2 separate regions of the Mus musculus genome follow, and region 1 is linked to region 2. A link is a contact called in public Hi-C data. All regions are on one chromosome and are shown on one strand. The core of a region is the stretch at or near the end of the contact, and the rest is flanking DNA. Distances in the headings are between cores, read along the strand shown.

The links. Hi-C and Micro-C count contacts between places; a contact is called where the count stands out from the background.
Region 1: a Hi-C map of the N1E-115 cell line shows a contact between it and region 2, with 5 times the contacts expected there. The contact joins two enhancer-like sites. A contact is called at or near these places in 10 of 39 promoter capture datasets (the 3T3-L1 cell line, 3T3-L1-derived adipocytes, embryonic stem cells and 5 more) and 20 of 484 Hi-C or Micro-C datasets (the C2C12 cell line, the N1E-115 cell line, cardiomyocytes and 12 more).

Annotation. Positions count from the first base shown.
Region 1 is chr8:36,831,751-36,834,794 of GRCm38.p6, reverse strand. The region is part of intron 4 of Dlc1 (deleted in liver cancer 1); the gene reads left to right. Among named protein-coding and RNA genes, the nearest start is that of Dlc1, 120 kb to the left of the region's middle. Within about 2 kb of position 1,689, at least 16 of the 459 cell types and tissues checked have an H3K27ac peak or open chromatin away from gene starts, as enhancers often do. A contact at or near this core is called in the N1E-115 cell line, where this site is marked.
Region 2 is chr8:36,191,778-36,195,120 of GRCm38.p6, reverse strand. It overlaps Gm35520 (a long non-coding RNA gene), which reads right to left. Exons shown (of 4, transcript XR_870363.2): 3 at 1-424. Among named protein-coding and RNA genes, the nearest start is that of Gm35520, 5.0 kb to the right of the region's middle. Within about 2 kb of position 1,485, at least 43 of the 459 cell types and tissues checked have an H3K27ac peak or open chromatin away from gene starts, as enhancers often do. A contact at or near this core is called in the N1E-115 cell line, where this site is marked.

The sequences.
Region 1 (3,044 bases), core at 440-2,939, 640 kb before region 2:
TCTTCATGTGGCCTTTGTAGCTGCGTGTTTGCAGGCCACTTACTTCTAGTACAGCCACAAGGACTATATAAGACTCTTAGCATCTCCTCTCTGAGGTCTGGCCATAGTTCTGTTTAGTTTTTGTGGCTAGATCACTGTCTCCTGTGATCCAACTGTGGTCCACAACAAATGCTCAACATCTGCGATCCTGCCAGATCCCAGACTCCAACTGGGATCAATAGATTTCCTTCCTTTGGCTCATTTACCACCTATGGCTCAGACCAAAAATGGCCCTGTGTTCCTTCCACTGCAAGGGGCACTCACCATTCACTGGGCTTTCCTTGTCTATCATTTCCCTCTTAAATTCCTCCCGTCAGCCTTGAACTGTGGACTGGTACCCTACAAACTCCGTTCTGTTAGGGCAAGATTTGTTTTGATTTGATATTTTCACTCTATCTTCAAAGCCATTCTTTCCCAGATCCTCTGAACTACTCTTTTTCTTTCCTATACTGAGAAATGAACCCTACCTTGAACTTCCCATCACTGAACTACATTTCCAGCACACACACACCTACACACACACACACACACACACACACACACACAACCAAATAAACAAACAGATGCAGCTATGTACTACCAGGTTTTATTCAGTGACACTAAAAATTGAATTTCCTCTGTCACAAACTGTTCTGTTTACACTAGAGACTGAACATAAGCCCACCTGCCTGGTAGTCAAGTACTCTACCCCTCGGCTAGACCCTATTGCTGATTCTTGGATCCTATTATATCCTTGAGGGGGGTTCATTCCCTCTACCTATGTTTTCAAATTCTATGATTTAATCCACTCTACAATTCACTTCCATATTAAACCTTTCATCTTCAGGTTTGGACACAATTTTAATTTTACACAGATCTATCCTGAAGCGTGATATGAGCACCCGGAATGCTATCATCAATGGACACTTGGGAGGGGTATTAAAACCTCAAGGTTATGGTGCTGTCTTTTTGGCCTTCCTAAAACTGTATATAACCAGAAGTAGAAATAAATGCAGACATCCCAAAGATGTATGGTGATTTATAATTGCAGAAAAGGGAGAAAATATGAAAGAAGTTTCTTTAAAAATAGTGTCCAAACACATACTTATCAGGTGACCTGTCAAAATATTTCAACGCCGTTTGTGCAATGACTTACACATGACCCTGTTACACATACCAAATGTGGATACAATAAAACAAACGTATGACGGCTGGTTTAAAATAGATCATAGTATTGCTCCAGGAATAATAACTCCGATTGTTCATCAGTTTGCCTAGACTGACAGAAGGGCAATACTAGGGATCAAACCCAAGGCCTTACACATGCTAAGCAAGCCTTGCACCGCAGCCCAGAATGTACCCCAGGCTGGTCTTCAACTTGTAAAGTCTCCTGTTTCGCCTTCCCAAAAGCTGGCCTTGGAGGTGTGCATTAGCACACCCAGCTTGCCTGTCTGTTGTTGGGTCTGATTTCTGTCAGCTCTAAGGAGAGCTCGTGAAGTCCCTTTCATCCTGGTCAGGCGATCTCATGCACAGAGATGAGGAAGGTATCTCACGGCAGGTTCAGTTTGGGTGCAGATCTGGAAGTGGCAGGGAGCTCTCCAGATGCTAAGTATCTTACTGACTCTCTAATGGCCAAGTCAGCAGCAGGCGAGAGAATTAGGTCAGGCTGGCTCAGATGGGTAAAGATGACAGAGTCTTAGCAGCAGCAGCACTGGCAGCAGCCTCATGGATACTGTGTACGTTCAAACTCTAGAGCAAAGGACATTTCTCTAAAACTTGTTGAAATAATAGAATATTGACTATAATATTCTCTTACAGAATACTTACTAGTATTTGTCATTAAAATATTGTTTTGAGATATATTTAGCCCTATGGTGACTTGAGGTGACAGAGTAGGTGGGTTCCATTAGAGGGACCTCCCTGCTTTGCAGAGGTGAAAGGCAGGGGGGATACGAGGAGGGGCTTGTGAGGAGGGGGCTGGCAGAAGGTAATTGCTGTGATTGGGATGTAAAGTGAATGAATGAATAGACAGACAGACAGACAGACAGACAGATCATAAATGAAACAAGTATTGTCTTGAAGTCAGAAAATCTTGACTGCGTGTATTTAAAACCATGAAGCATACAACTTAAAACTATTTCAGTTTTTCATTACTGCTCCCCTCAGTGCCTGTGATTTTTTTTCATTATTTTCCTAGTTTGTTTCTGCATTTCACAGAGGAAACAAACTTACAGTGAACTATGGGTAATTCCATCCACTGTATGCTTGGAAGAAGTATTGCAAAGACTAGCCCTATCGGCTACCCCGTGCATTTTTTTACATTAAATTAAAGTTATAAAACCCAGGCACATAAAAGAGTGTTCTGTTACCCTCTCAGGATGGTGAGAGACATTCAGTATTGTTGTAAATAAAACAAATGCAAAAAATCAGATGGCTGCTCTTAGAATAGCTTTAAGAATAATACATAGCTCTTAAATGTCCCGAAACCAGGAAAATGATATTTGTAAGATGTATGTGCATCTACTTCCTACCAACGAACCTTCTTGACTTCTTGTTAAAATTGTGTTTTGTACAACTAAGCGTCTTACAGTTCACAATAATGTTGCTGCCCTTCATTCCTGTTTTTGTGGAAATTCTAATACATTTAATCCCTTCCCATGGGTTGCCTGTTTATTTTTTTTCCTTTCCAAATGCTGCCATCTTCTGGTCAAATTATATCACTTCATGCATAGCAGAAGGTCACAGTGTCAGGCAAATTTGCTTTCTCCAAACTACTAAGAATTTGTCTTTAGGAGTGACCCAGTTGAGTTTGCCACTCTGATGTGCCAAGCCTGGGCAGACTGAAGCAAGTCCTCAGAACTGTAAGACACAAACTTCACAGAGAACATTCCATGACACGTCATGACACACAGTGCGGGTTACACAAAAAATGCGAACCAAGGGACAGACAGACAAGACCTCCAGGAATATGTGATTTTTGTTTCATGGGCTTCTGATTTCATAGAAAAATATAATGAACTCATGTA
Region 2 (3,343 bases), core at 236-2,735:
TCAGGGCACACCGCACTAGGTGCCATGTGGTCTCAGGCCTCGAGAATTTACTCACTGTTTTAGGGTTTCTCTGATTGCACATAGCAAGTCAGACACAGAATTTCATCCTACAAGGTAAAGATGAATTAATAATAGCCTATACTTTCAGGGGGCTGGTGAGGTTTTTTTTCTTACCCCCTCGGGATTACTCTTGTGGCCTAATGAGCAGGGTTCTCACTGCTTGTCCAGCTGATCTCGATAATCAGCACACATTGGTGTTTGCCATATGTAGAGCACTCCAGATAATATCTTCCTTAACATGCAGGTAGCTGGTGAAGAGTCGATGATGTGCTCCACCATGAATGTGGAGGTACCCTTCTGTTTGGCATCTCGGTGATACCTGGACTCCCTTTGGTCCAGCATCATTGATGATTTCATATTTAGGCTAGAGGATAGAGGAAAAGATGAGAGTTCAACGGCACATATACACTATGTCTTTATCTTTACACACACACACACACACACACACACACACACACACACACACACACACACACCATACATAGGCCTTTGTGGTGTCTCTACAAACATGTCTGTGAATCTCTGGACCATCCATTAAGAAGTGTCTCATATATGCCCTCCTTTTGAATCCGTGCATTTCTTTGCAAATGATGATGTGAGACTTGCAGGGTAGGGAGAACATGAAAACATTGTCTGGTTCTTTTATGACAGTCATGCTGGGACTCTTGAGTCATGAAGAAGTAAACTGTGATGTACCCACAAACCAGATCTTGTAAGAAGTGATGTCTCCCAGAGATAAGATCAGATGGAGGATATCTATCAGGAAGAGTGAAACTTGAAAGAGCTAAGTCATTTCCTGTGTTCACCTTCACCTCATCTTGGCCCTTGCCTATTGGATGGTGCCATGTCACACACGTCTCTCTCTCATGTATCAGGCCTCTCTAGAGATACCCTCACAGACACACTAGGTTGCTAATCCTCTAGGTATCTCTAACTTAGTCCAATTGACAGGGTTAACTGTCACATGAATCCTTTCAGAAATTGTGTTTGTCTCCAAGACTACATATGTGGACGTCTTTAAAAATAGACAACTACTAAGCCAGGCATAGTGGCACATGCCTTTCATCCCAGCACTAGGAAGACAGAGGCAGGCAGATCTGTGTGCATCAGAGGCCAGCCTGGACTACAGAGTGAATTCCAGGATAGCCAGAGCTCTTAGTGAGACCCTGTCTTGAAAAGACAAAACTAACCGAACAACCAAACAAAGACAATGGAGCAAATGATGCCAATAAAGTCCCTTGGTTCTACATGTACAGGAGCAAGAAGACAGAGCTAACTCCTTGCCAATCTGTTCTCCAGCTGGAACATTGCTATATAGCCATTACTGCCATCTGTTGGTAGCAAAGTTAATATGTTTCTGTTCTGGAAATTAGCTGTGCTCCAGCAATGGCTTGAAAACAATGGGTTTTGTAAGCACTGGTGCGTCTATATATAACGACACAGCTTTGGCGAGCAGTCAGCTTTTAGGAGACACTGTGGGGGTATGAGTCACTGTTTCATAAGCACCAATTGTCTGCATTTAGTCATGCGTATAGCTGATTTTGAAGTAATTGTGTTTTTGTAGAAATAACATTTTAGGAGTCAAATGAGCCTTAGAAACTTTACTTAACATAGTTAGACAATTTCAGACAGATGGCAATCCCTTGCTCTTTTTTGATGGAAGGAATATTTTATTTATAGCATGTAATTCCTGAATGAACTTTCATCCTGATGATATCTTTCCTAGTCATTATCCATTGTCTCTGCTACTGTTGAACATAAGTGAGTCTGAAATTACTCTAGAACGTTCTTTCCTTAACAGCATCCTTTTCTGATTTAGTAATTCCTCAAAATGATCTCATTTCTCTCGGGAGGCTTATGTCCTTCCTTCCCACTGTCCCCACAGGGGGTCCCAACATCATCATGTCATAATTGTGTTATGTTTATGTATTAGTTACATCTCCTCTTTCTAAATTGTAAGACAGAAGTAGGGTGATGTATCACTTCTGCATCCCCAGATCCTACCCCAGGGCCTTATACACATTTAAGAAATAACCCTGGAGATAATTGAAGAACCAGACTGTGTTCATTTTAGGCTTCAAAGGCATCTTATAAAATACAAACTAGGTTCTTCTTGTTTATGATTAAATCTCTGTTTCTCAAGGATCGGGCTATGCTCTGCCTGTAACCTTAACTACGAACAATTCTGTACTGCATGTTCTGGTAATGGCAATCATGCCTTTGTTTCAAAATGTTAATAAGCATCCTGTAACTGCAGCCCTACCTTGTTTCAAAAGGATTGTTATGGCTACCTTGTTATGACTACCTGTTGTTCTGACCACCTTGCAATCGCGCCTTTGTTTCAGGAGGTCATTGTGAGGAACCTGTCATGCTTATGTTCTGCCCCTATAACCTCACCTATTTTACCCTCCAAAGCCCCGTTTGGAAAGCTCCTACCTCTGAGCGATAAAAGCCTTATCTTCTGTTATGTCCGGCCAGCATCCAATGCTGATCTCTTAAGCCTCACCCTAAGGGAGGCAGCCTGTGTACTTGAACTTTAACAAGCTTGCTTTAATTAATTGCTTGCTTTAATTCACTTACCTAAGTTGCTCTTTCTCCTCCCATTATTGGGATTTTCACAGTGTCTGTAGCTGGTTCTCAGAGCTTTCAATCCCCATCACAGACTCTGGAGTTCCCTAGCTCTCTCTGTCTCCATCTAAGTAACTTTACAGCGCTTTAGAAGAGCAATGGATTTGCTTATTTTGATGGTGGCAGTTATTTCTAAATTCTATTTATTCTTATGTGTACGGATGCAGGAGTAGGTCTGGGTATCACATGTGTTCAATGTCTACAGAGGCCAGAAGAGGGCATCAGAGTTATGGGTGGGGTTACAGGCGGCTGAGAGCTACCAGGTGGGTACTGGGAAGTGAACTTTGGTCTTCAGCCTGTTCTCTTCACCACTGAGCCACCTCTCCAGCCCTGGCAGCTATTTCTAATTTGCTTAGTATTGAGGATAGGCGGTGGGTATCCTTTTTAAACACATTTTTACAAAATACATGTGTAAAGGTTTTAGTTATTAATGATATCTTATTTGTTTTTGCTAATAATCCCATAAAGTAGCCAAGTTTGGAGGAAAGCATGTTGGATTCTCCCTTCTCCCCCTCTTCCTCTCCTTCCCTTCCCCTTGCCCTCTCTCCTTCCTCCCCAGCCCCCCTCCCTTTCTCCTCTTGGTTCTGCTTGGTCTGTGGTGCTAGTGTTAAGGTTCCTTTTATCTATTGGCTCAGAGTCTTTGTCTTTAGATGAG